Linked DNA regions of Zea mays: regions 1 and 2 are each linked to region 3. The links are chromatin contacts, called in public Hi-C maps. All regions are on one chromosome and are shown on one strand. Each heading gives the region's core, a stretch centred on a gene start, on an enhancer-like site or on the middle of the called end of the contact. The rest is flanking DNA. Distances are from core to core; before and after follow the strand shown.

Region 1 (4,396 bases), core at 1,030-3,529, 180 kb after region 3:
TGAAGTCGCCGAGCTCCACACGCAAGTACGCGAACGATCCACCTGCCATATTCGTCGTCAGCGCACTCGTTTTCACCATTTCCATTGCATTTCTCCAACGGAGGAATCAAAAATCATTGCCAGCTCGGATTAGTTGCATCCAACAGGCAACACATGCTACATTTGCTAGTAACTGCATGGTTTTTTCAGACACAGGCTTGCTGAAGCTATTTTATTGTTTTTTCATCACGAGTAGGAAGAGATAACTTTTGTTTTGTACTCCCTCTGTTTCGTTTTAATTGTCGCTGGACAATTCAAAATTGAATTATATAGCGACAACTAAAAAGAAACAGAGGGAGTAACAAATAGTAGATCATGAAAAACGGTTTCCTAATAAAAAAGCACTTAAGTTATTTCCCTAGAAACAAGAACTTGTTTGTGCATCAATCTACAAGGAGGGACGACTACTTGTTGCAGGAAGAACTGGTCGATATGCAGGTTGCAGGCGGGCCTGCCGAAGCATGCATATGTCATTTTCTGTGGGACAAAGTAAACTAGCCGGACGGGTACATGAGGCTACTGACGAACGATGCAGCCGTCAAGTCAACCAAATATAAGTTAATTGTCTAGTCTTTTCTGCTACGCGAAACGCATTGCCTAGTCAAAGTAGAGAATTTTCGGCAAACGATCAGCATCCATTTGATCGATTTGTTTCGTTAGACTGTGACCTGCTGATGTGAAGTCCGAACTCTTGACTCCTAAGTAGTTAGGAGCTAAAATCAACTCAAGGCATCAAAAACAGTTTAGCTAATAATTCAGCTATTAGCTACTTTTAGCAAACTAGTTAATAATTAGCTAGCTAGCTAATTTCACAAATAATTTTATAATCATTTAACTATTAGATCTAGTGTACTCAAACACCTCTAACTCAGGCGCTAGAGACCTTAAACACACACAAATTTTGTTTACTCGTGAAGAAGTAAGGGGGAAAAAATCGAAAGGAAGAATTAAGGTGTTGGCCAGAGGAGCCATGTGCCCATGTGTCGTACTCATACACCAATTCTGAAAGTAGAACGTCGTTAGCTTTGTTTGCAAGAGTTTGTATGAGGGAGATGTCAACTCAAATCAAATCTACCCATGTGAGTCTCGGTCCGAGTTTGAAATTCCGGACAGGACACACAAAGGAAGATATACTGTAGTAAAGAAAGCTACCGCTGCTCGCTGACCGTTGATCAACCACGATAGAAAACGAGCAACTTGTCAGTACCTTTAGACGACTAGTAAACGCTGACGTGCATGCCACACTGTGAATCTGTGATGGCAGTGACATTGTTGTATTGACCCAAGATAGAATCTGATTGGTGAGGTGAGGTTCAACCTACGAGCTTTGGAGATGGTTAATGGTTTAGCCTTCCTAATTCCTACCTTGGATTTCACTGTTTCTAAGGAAAGAGTTTATATGGTCAACAATAATAATCATGGCCAGCCGCTCCCGATTTGGATTTCTTTAAAAAGGAGGCTGTCATATCTCTTATGACGATGATATGAACAGGGAGAAAGAATCTTTTGGAAAATTAATAGATTCTTCTTCTTTTTTGCTTCAAACACTAGACGCAAAGGAATCACTCGGCATATCAACAGAGAGGAATGGATCATACGAGTACGTCGATCGAAGAGCTATTTTGTCTCGAGAGGCAATGCTGGACAACCTATTGTTTGATTATCATGTCGTCGTCATGGGCTTTGTTTAGAAGTACAAGTCTTGACTCTCCAGCGTGATGTAATTTGCAAGCATGATGGCGATAGGTACGGTGCAGCGCGCGCGTTTTACCTGCGACGGGGATCTCGACGGCGAACTCGGTGTAGCAGAAGACGGAGAGCATGGCGGAGACGCCGGAGACGACGTAGGAGACGACGACGGCGGGGCCGACGTCCTCCCTGGCCTCCTGGCCAGTGAGCACGAAGATCCCGGCGCCGATGACGGCGCCGACGCCGAACCACACCAGGTCCCACCACGTGAGGTCCCGCTTCATGTCGGCGCCGCTGCGGGCGCGCACCTCGTGCAGCTCCGTCGACTCCAGCGACCGCGACGTGAGGCGGTCGGCCAGCCGGGGCCCCGTGCTGCGCAGCGCCCGCCCGTACGCCGACCAGCTCGAGAACGACTCCTCCGGGAAGAAGTCCGCCTTGGTGCACGAACACCCGCGCTGGCGCTGACGCACCCCGCCGCCGCCGCCGTTGGCATCGCCCCCGACCGCCATGGCTGTCTGTGTGTGCGTGCAGTGTGTCTCTGCCGGCTTCTTGTTGGCTTGCTTCCTGTTGTGTGTTTATATAGGAGTCCAAAGGGAGAGGATAAAATGGAACGTTTGATTTGAGAAATTAGGTACATCATTTTCTTCTCACTCCTCATTTTTTGTTTGGTTTAAGCAATGAAATGAGTTGATGTATCACTATTTCATTTCTCATAGGCTTATAATTAGTAATAATACGAGGATTGAGTTTATTCCACCAAATTTGTGGAATAAACTCATGATACACTACCTCATCTAGAATGTATTAATTCTCCAAACCAAACACTCTCTAAATGAGTATTCAGACGGATTTGATACGTGATAGGGTTTAAATATGAGGGGTAGTAAAAAACGCCCGATGGAAAAGCTAGCTCTGGGTTTTAAGCTGTCAATGAAGTGACATGAGGTACATGGGTGTGGTGTGTACATGTAGCAACTTAACAGCTCGTTACACTGAACCATTTCATTGATGGAAATCACTTCTTTATTAATCCTAAGATATAGGAGCTATAGAAAGTCATCTCTATTTCCCAATTGCTCTCCCATTCAATTCCAATTCAAATCACTTCATAATAGATTCTCAACCCCCACGCTGCTCACCAGAGCTACCTCATCGAGAATCAAGAAGCGAAGCTCAAGAATTAGCAAGATGAGTTCTACCAAATTAGCCCTTAAGACTCCAGTGAAGATGCCTTCAACGATGTTAAAGTTTAGGAAATAGTTATTTGTTTTGGAAGATGATTCATTGGAGGTTGTGCAGGCTTTCGAAAATGCTTGTGATGGTCCAAATTCAATCTGGGAATGTCAACAATCGGTAGAGCTAGAGGACTTGGTTGTACACTTTTACGAGGGTCTCGCTTTAACACCTAACCTTCGCAGGAGCCAGGAGGAAAAGTCCATCATTGCTATACTTCCTTCATTTCAAATAGTAAAAGGACAACTTCAATGCTTATAAGGTGGTGAATATGCACTACATTGTTTTCATAAATATCAACATATAAAAAAACAAAGCACAACACACTAACTCAAACCTAGCCTAGACGAGGTGTGAAGCCAATCTAGCCAACTTTGGTCCCAAACTTGTCCAAGTCGGGTTGTAATGGCGGCCTTGCCACCTTTGTCGAATGTTTCGATCCCTAATCATTACTTTTGAAGCATGGCTCCTAAATGTGATTTGCTACTTTGTTAGAACTGTTGGCCCCTGTTCGAAACTTTCGAGGTTCAGCGCACAAATGTGCTTTTAGCATCCCACCTCTTCTACGCCGATGCAATTTCATGGATGACTATGATATAGATGTGTGAACACTTCTACACAGTCCATGCAAATACAAATCACCACACCTAAGTAGCACAAGTAGAAATACAGATACATATGCAATATGAACAAGTGTGAGTCAAACCAATGGAGAGATGCAAAGATTTATTTGACCAGAGTTTGGGCTAGCTCAAGGTGCCCTACATCTACATTATGGAAGTCGGTGAGTGACCTAATGAAAGGGAAATGTGCCCTTGGGCCATTTCTAAGTATTTTGGTGATTGAGTGCCAACACAAGTAGTCATGTGTTAATCTATGCCAAATGATGGACAAAGTGAAAATCAACATCAAGGTATGTTTCTAAGACTTAGTACTTTGTTTTAAGGACTAATGTATTGTGTCTAAGTACTGGAAACAGGAGAAATCAATTTGGAAAAGAGATGGCTTTGTTCAGCCAAAGACAGTTCAGTCTGGGAGCACCGGACTGTCTGGTGGTGCACCGCACAGTGTCCGGTGCGCCAGGCTGGTTCTGGTGAAAAGGCCGCTCTCGGGATTTCGTCGGTGGCGTACGGCTAAAATTCACCGGACTGTCCGGTGTGCACCGGACTGTCCGGTGAGCCAACGGTCGGCCGAGCCAACGGTCGGCCGCGCAATCTACGCGTGACGCGTGGCCGGGCCAACGGTCTGAAGGGGGCACCGGACTGTCCGGTGTGCACCGGACAGTGTCCGGTGCGCCAACGGCTCCAAATCGCCAACGGTCGGCTGTGCCAAAACAGGAAAGAAATCTGCACGGGACAGTGTCCGGTGGTGCACCGGACTGTCCGGTGCGCCAGTCGACAGAAGGCAAGAATTGCCTTCCTGGAATGCTCTCAAC
Region 2 (4,057 bases), core at 723-3,222, 240 kb after region 3:
GAGTTTCAATTGTAGGACTCATTAACAGTAAATGCATACTTAATGGCTTATAGACATCCACAGAAAAAAAAGGACAGTACCTTGTGAAGGTGGAAAGACATATCCCCAACCTCAACGGTGACATCGCTAGGAAGTCCTGTTGTGCAGAACCTAAAAGGTTCACAAGCAGAAGAACAATCGAAATTCAGATAAATTTGTATATTAAGTAAGAACTGGAAAATGAGACTCCTTATGGTAAAAAAACAATGATGGGTGGCCACCTAGTGGTTAATGTCAATTTCGAATTATTTGTACATCCTATTCCTGCATATAAACAATTCGAGCGATGTCTTATATATTGCAGAGTCAGGTGTAGATATATATAGAGAGAGAGATTTTTGCAATATATTTCTCACAAAAACACACAATATATACCAAACAGACGTTAAGATAAAAGCACATCTTTTTGTTGTATACTACCACGAGCACAAAATCACGATGATCCCTGTACAGGCACATCGGTATAGTTACGAGCAATCAGCTGGAAGGAGATTGATGAGGTAAAGGTTTTGACTTGCACAACGAAAACAAATCCAAAATACTCATGTCTAAATAATTACATGACAGTTACATCAGCATCCATTATTAGGAACAATAACATATCACTGCCAACTAGATGTGATGTGGATCCATGAGGCCCACCCAATAAACGATTGGCTGAAGCAGTCAACTCTAATTAACAAGAATTTCTGTCGATATAACATGTGATCAACTGCACCCACCACGCTTAAATGCATTTAGTATGCACAATAAGGCACTCATGCAGGGTACCTAAAACCGCTAGCCACGAAATATACGAACCCTATTTCTTGTGCTTGTAAAAGGATAATAGCAAATGCTGCCAACAGCCGCTAGACGAGTATTTCTCAGTTGGACATGAGACATGTAGATTAAAACAAAAGCATAGTTGCAGGAGCCCACAATGCAGGCAAAACTTTGAGTTCTGAATTCTGGCAGACACTTAAAGGGCCCGGTTTGACAAGGAGGATGCTGATGCTCTGGGAATAGTTCGCACTCCTATGTGTGTTGATAGTTCAAATTTTGAACCGAATCTCAAGGACTTGGATCCAAGTGCCCCTAACCAGAGAGGCCCACGTGTACGGTGTTGTACCCTACTACCAAATGCAACCAGCAATTTGAAAAAAAGAAGAAGAAATACCCATTGCTCCCAGAGTTCTGGTTCCATGCTTGGGCGCGAGCAGAAGATTAGAAGAGTGGGAACAGGACAAGCAAGCCCAATAATTTACTAGGAAAACTGAAAGGTAATACGACAGCAGAGAAAACTCGGGATGCACACACACACACAAAGATACATAACTACTATACTACAGAAGAACTGAACGGACGGGCAGCAGCCTTGCAAAACTGCAAGGCCTGAGAATGCCCTCGTCACGGTAGGTTCAGGACGCGCAACAAATGCACCCCAGGAGGAGCCGCGGCGACGGCGTCGTGCGGTACGGTCTCCGAACCAGCTGACCTGTGGCATTTTCGGGACGTGGCCGTGCAAAATCCACACGGATTTGAGCAGGAACAGTAAACCCATCCGGAACCCCCCGAATTCCGAGGCATCAGCAGCAGCAGGTAGGAGGAGCGCGGAGGAAGCAGCAGAGCAGGGTAACGGAGGCCCGGTTAACCCGTCCAGGAAAACCCGCCCGCAAGGAAACTCGGGAAGATGGTAAGGAAAGCACTGGAGAGAGAGAGAGAGAGAACTTACCATGCCTGGCCTTGCCGCTTGAAGGCGTCAGGCTTGGAGCCGAGCTTGACGGACGCCATGGCGGAGGGCAGGAGCAGTCAGCTGGGCGGCCCGCGGCGTGGACGGAAGCAGGGAGAGTCCGGAGGTCAGTCAGGCCATGGGTGATGGGTGTGTGCTCCCCGGCCCCGACCTCTCTCTCTCTCTCTCTGGCTCTTTCTGCCCGAAAGGGCGGAGGTGGGCTTTGCAACCCTGCTTTCGGGCGGGCAGCAGCAAAGCGACCTAATCCAACCACCCCGCCCCAGGAAACCACCAATGCGGGCAGTTAATGCCCGGGTGGTCACAGAACAGCACAGAGGAGTGCGGGAGCGCGGGAGGGGAGAGGACCAGAGGAGGAGGAGGTGGATGTGGGTTGCTGTTGCAGACAGAGGCACAGGCAGTGGGGGCTGGGGAGAGTGGGAGTAGCAGGAGCGGCGCGGCTCGTCTCCTTCGACTTGACGACGGAGGCAGGTGGGGCAGGTTCTACTATTATGTCTTCACCGTCCCTCGTCTACATGTGGAGGATTTGAGTGCTCTTAACTAGTAGGATCATTAAGAAGAATCGTCGTCCTCTCTCTGTTTCCGTGGGGGAGGAGGATTCGTTTGGGGGTGGGGAGAACAGGCCAACAGGGACACGGTCACGCAGAGACAGAGGACGCCATAATAATTATACTAGTAAGCTGCAAGCAAAAAAGGCTGCGGGGTGGGGAAGAAGACAACGCCGTCCGTCTGAGGAGCCTGAGGCTGATCTGATCTGATCTGTCAGTAGTCGGCCAGGTCAACAGGATGCTGCTAGTCCTGCCGTAGAGCAGAAAAGTGCAAAAGGACCGCAAGCCCAAACGCGGTAGAGAAGGAACGGGAAACAAGCCTGCAAAATCGCCTCCGGACGGAAGAGAAGATGGAGGAGAAACACACACTTTCAGTTTACGCAAACGGCCGATGAGATGCGTGTTGGACCGTGGACGCAGTCGCGTGAGCGGAAGGAGGGTGGAGTAATTGAGGCGCATTAATACAAGTTCTGGAGATATGGGGCCGCGCGCACAGAGATTCGCAGGCTTTTGTTTACTACTACAGTACGCTGCAGTGCAGTGCAGATGGGGTTACGGTGTGGGTTTCAGGATTGCCCACCGCTTCATCGACTGTCCCGTTGTGGGACGGTTTTTTTTAAAAAAAAATTCTCGATTCGGTTTATTTGGTGACAGAGTGATCACAGATATTAGAAGAGATTAACAAAAAAAATTAAACTAATTTTCCCCTCGACACGCTCTCCCGGTCCTCCGTGATCCCTGGTGGATCACCAAATCAGGTTTCAGGTGGTTCCCGTCGACCGTCGTGGACAAAGCCACAAAGGAGCTGGAAAGTGCGTCTTGTCCTGGACTTTGCCGTTCTGTGTCTGTCTGCGCCCTGCCCTGTGAGGCTGTGACTGTGCGTGCCCCTGTGCTCTTGGTTGCTGCTTCAAAGAGCTGTAATAATAATAAAAAAGAAAAGCATATAAACATTTACAGCCCATATTTCCCGGAAAATATGAGGAAATAATGATGTGGCTAAGTATTTTCTTTTTCCCTGTTCTGTGATCGGTTGAGGCCGGCGCTGCAGGGTACAGTACAGGTACAGCCTGCAAAGCACAAACCAACACAACACCAGCAGCAAAGAGAGAGAAACGGGACCATCAGCGGGAAGCAGCAAAAAGCTGCACCGGCTATAGATACAAGTAACCTACTCCTCCCGTCCTCCGTCCGCAACTCCGTTTTCTGCTGGTCAGGAATAGAGGTTTAGATGCTATAGCCATCGTTTATTACGGAATTTCTCTAGAAAAAACAAATCACGGGGACTGCAAAGCTACATAAAACGGGATTTTTTAATCCAGATAACTCTCTAAATGATGATATATAAAATAAATTTTAAAAAAACTCTAACAGATTAAAATATCTTAACATCAACTAACTAGTATAAATAAAAAATCGACACTAGATAAGTATCTTTAGATTAAGATATGTTTTTATACTATACTTATGTAACCTTATAAAACTAATAATTTTTATCTATGTATATGATTCAATTTAATATGCGATAACAAAAAAAAATACACTTAAATTTTATTTTTTTAACAGTTAAAATATCTTAAGTTTGACTAAATTTCTATGATAGAATAATATATGATACTAAATAAGTATTGTTAGATTCTATATCAATTATATTTATAGTATATCTATTTGATGTTGTAGATTTTTATAGTTACTTTTATAATTTTGATTAACTTGATATGCTTTGAGAATCGAATTGGATAGA
Region 3 (4,049 bases), core at 472-2,971:
GTCAGCCAGAACGACCAGCAAGTCGTCCGACTTGAAAACCATAATTGCATCTCAGATAATTGATTCAATACTGACTTCAGCACCTTCCACTTCAATATATGAATCATACATGGTCTCCGTTCCCTGCCTGGAGACCATATATGATTCCTTTTGGCCATATTTCAAGTTTTAACAGAGTTATGTAGACTAGCTAAACAGATCCCACCTGGACTAAAATATGACGCAATGCAACCAACAGCACCAAAGAAAGGGGTGGCAATGAACCTTAGTCCCCATTATGCAAACATGTTCATGCTAACTAAATTGCTCATTTTGTAAATAATGCAACGAAAAACTTACGTTTGGGGGCAGTTTCAAGCATTAAAAACAAATACATCGTGCAAAAACATTAGCATCTAGGTGGGAGATGAGGTTACTACTCTATGGTTTCCTGGTAATATTTCAGTATTCCTCAAAGTATTGAAGTTGCCCCTCGTTCTATAGATCAGCAGGGACCTGCTACAATACACGCACCTAGTTTTTCACTTCTCAGGGGATGTGTAGGAACTGTCTGATTCGAATCAAACATGAAACCAAAGCCTCCCTCCCTCCCCCTCTATGTTCTTGGCTGGCAGCACCCTGCCTCAACGATCCATCTGCCCCTTTTTAAGCCAGAATCACCCAGTAGCCTGAAAACCCAAAAGTCTAACCCCTACCAGCCACTGCTCGAAATTGATGTGCCTTGTTGTGCCATCACCTGAAATTTCACAAATTTCCGTCGCCTGATGTATAGTTGTGTTTAATATAGTCCAAACTAGAGACCAGCATTTTCATATAATTAATCCCTGGGACACAAATGGTGCTCCTATTCTTAGCACTGACTTGTAGCCCCCTTTCCCAACCCCAATGGCAGGGTTGCAATGTAATTTGCTTCAAAAGGAATTAACCAGTAGCTAAAGAGCTCCACTCCAATCACTACCCTGAACCAAAAGAGGTTATGTTCCTCCATTTGTGAAATTACGAGCTGTGGTTACTTGCAAACCCCAAATGAATTACTCAATGGTAGTGGAGCAGGTAAATATACTAAACTCGCACATAAACAGATACATCTGACAAACTACCATTCTGGAGATAACTGGAGGGTAATTTGTTTCTAACCTCGCAGCAATCTCCCTCCGCTTCCTGCCGCTCTCCTCAAGCTGCTTTCTCTGCAGGATCTCCGCCACCCGTCTCCCTCCCGACTCGTCCTCGTCGTCATCCTCCTGCCCCCTCTTAGCGACCTCAGTGACCTTCTTCAGCCACTCCTTCGTCATCCGCATCTTCTTCTCCCCCACCGTCTCCTCGTCCTCCTCCTCCCTACCGCGCTCGTCCCCATCCTCATCAAATCCGCCCCCAAACGCAGCCACGCCATCGTCGTCGCTGTCCTCGCTCTCGATGTCCTCGTCACGGCCTCCACGGCGGCGCTTGGGCTCGGACTCGAAGAAGGGATCGTCGTCCCCTCCGCCGCCGCCACGTCGGGAGCCCGGGCGGGGCTTGGGGCGCGAGGCCCGCTTGCGGGGGCGTGGCGCCATAGTGGCTGATGGGGAGAGCGATCGCTTACGCTTGGGCTAGGACTTAGGTGGAGGGCCACGCGGTGCTTCGCCGCCGCCGTGATGCGCGCGAGACGGCGAGAGTGTGGGCCTGTGGGGGGAAGCGAGGAACGAAGCGACGGGCGGCGGAAAGACGAGGGTTTAAGACAGTACTACAGTAGCGGAGTGACCGAAAACGCGGCCATCTTTGTCGCAACTTATTTTCAGCTTATTCACAAATATAAGCAGAAGTTCTACCAAACAGACAGCTTCAGTAGCTTATCAGTTTAGCTGCTTCTCAGAATACATTAAGCAGTCAACAAGCAGAAGATGATTTTCACCAACTTATCAGATAAGCTGCTTTTTCAACAAGTAGCAGTTGTGCCAAACATGGCGACGGCCTATGCGAAATGAATCAAATGCTGCAATTAGGTTTTCGGGCGGCCCTATATTTATGTTTATTAAAAAATTATATATCTCTGTCTCTATCTCTACTATATTAAAACATCAGTTTCAATAGTCGTTCTGCGTCATCTTTTTACAAATAATCACTTACTTCTATTTTAAATTAACCCGTTGCACGTCTGTCCCCTCTACGCAACCAACATCCACGTCACAAACCACACCTCCGCGTATAGATGGCCAAACGGGCGGCTCGGCACGGGCCCGCTAAGCCCGACGCCCACAGCTTCGACCCAGGCACGTCACGGCGGCCTGCTGACCGTGCCGGGTCGACTCGTTATGCAGGATGTGGGGTTCGAACCAACGCCCTGATGGAAGGAGGGCAGGAGACATTGAGTGAAGACGTTTAACCAGTAGAACATCATGCTTATATGTTTTTAATATTGAATATAAATTGTACATATGTATATACGATTTTTTATAAATAAAAATATATAATCGTGTCGGGTCGGCCCAGCACTATGGACCGAGGCTACGGCCCAAGCACGGCACGACGCTCGTGCCGGGCTGGTCCAGGCACTATTAAATGGGTCGTGCCCAGGGTCAGTCTGTCAGACACAACCCATTTGATCATTTATACCTCTGCACGATAACGATGATTTTTGCCTCAGTTGTCATCATCTCGTTCGTCATTCTGCTTCTTTTCTCTCTCCCCTCATGCCTCTGCCTCCGTGCTACCCCATTCTCGGCAGAGGGCATGGGAGCAGGCGCCTCCTCCCTATTTTCGTCCGACACCAGTTCCAACACCGGCCCGCGTAGTGGCTATTGCGCGTCCACGAGGACGTTTCACAGCATTCGTGCACCATCATTTTTGCCCGTCGTCGGACGTCCCATTCGTCTTCCCGGCCTTCGCTTTGTTCTTCCTCCCCAGCCTACTGCCCCCGCCCATGGTCGCAGCCACGAGCCGACCGACACTTGTTGACACGGGTACGGGCGAGTCGATCTTGCTCCCAGCCTTTCTCCGTGTGTGCCGTCGAGGAGGATGCGGTGGCGCCTGCCACGCTTAGTTTATCTTGGCGGTGAGGAGTCCAAGTCTGAGATATTAGACAACCAAGGTCCGTAGCGCGGCAGCAGTCGACATATGATAGAGTGGTGGTGGTGTTGTGTCGCCTCGGCGGGTCCAGGGCTGGAAAGGCACTCACATTCTCTTGCCCTTCTTGGATTGACGCCTGGTGCGGGTGCCTCTCGGTTTGGAGTTGCTCCGGTTGGGCTTCTTTTTCCGCTTGTGTGCTCTCTCACTATATATATCTAGCGGTATACTACCTATGTCGCCTCCAGATGCCAAGGTTTTCGTCGTGTCCTTCTCCAGCAACGAACAGGTATGCCCACCTCTTCCTTTCCCTTCCTGCTCTACGAAACATTGAAAGTGGGGGAGGCGAGGGGTGGGGGTCCCTGATTTGCTTCCTATGGTACTCATTCGATGGCTCAGCATCGCCTGTCTACATGGTTTTTCCCTTACCACGGTGTAGACTCAGTATGCTTCTACTGCTTCTATGTACCTATCGCTCATCCTTCTGACATTGCAAAAAATATTGTGTTGTTCCTCTGTTGTTTTGGGTGTTAGTTTTTTGTGCTAAGGACTGAACATAATTTGGGTGTGTTAATACGTTATTTATTGTATGCATGTGGTTTGCGTTCTTCTGATGATGGCTCATGAATCGTGCAAAATATGTGTTAGGATTTGAAGATCCATGGGAGCACTACCAGAGGGTGCTCGTCCCTTGTGTTATTGGCTCTTGCATGCATTAGGTCGTTTCTGAGACCACAATGGCGCAATGGACTCCATGGTGTTTGAGGTTGCTGAATTGGATGGAGCAGCAATGATTTGTCACGCTAACAGTAAAAGGGAAGATTTATTGGTTTTAAACGTTAGTAATTGCTATGAAGTACCATAATTTGTATGGAGAGCATTCAGTTTTTATTGACGCCTGACTTTAGCAACCACTCCATATTTTGATATATCTTTTTTTATAGGTTTGAGTTTATGTAACTTATTTTAGAAACTTGAGCTAACAAACTTCCTCTTATTTGGTCTTTGTA

What was found. Hi-C and Micro-C count contacts between places; a contact is called where the count stands out from the background.
Region 1: a contact with region 3 is called in a Hi-C map of leaf, with 2.6 times the contacts expected there. The contact joins the promoter of LOC100194142 here to the promoter of LOC100273551 in region 3. A contact is called at or near these places in 2 of 25 Hi-C or Micro-C datasets (both in leaf).
Region 2: a Hi-C map of leaf shows a contact between it and region 3, with 7 times the contacts expected there. The contact joins the promoter of LOC100382062 here to the promoter of LOC100273551 in region 3. A contact is called at or near these places in 6 of 25 Hi-C or Micro-C datasets (ear, endosperm, leaf and 1 more).

Annotation. Positions count from the first base shown.
Region 1 is chr1:257,606,494-257,610,889 of Zm-B73-REFERENCE-NAM-5.0, reverse strand. LOC100194142 reads right to left here and starts at 2,279. Exons shown (of 2, transcript NM_001353169.1): 1 at 1,811-2,279; 2 at 1-42. The coding sequence starts at 2,237.
Region 2 is chr1:257,551,494-257,555,550 of Zm-B73-REFERENCE-NAM-5.0, reverse strand. LOC100382062 reads right to left here and starts at 1,972. Exons shown (of 4, transcript NM_001174826.1): 1 at 1,754-1,972; 2 at 81-150. The coding sequence starts at 1,812.
Region 3 is chr1:257,789,685-257,793,733 of Zm-B73-REFERENCE-NAM-5.0, reverse strand. LOC100273551 (U3 snoRNP-associated protein-like EMB2271) reads right to left here and starts at 1,721. Exons shown (of 7, transcript NM_001147969.1): 1 at 1,138-1,721. The coding sequence starts at 1,550.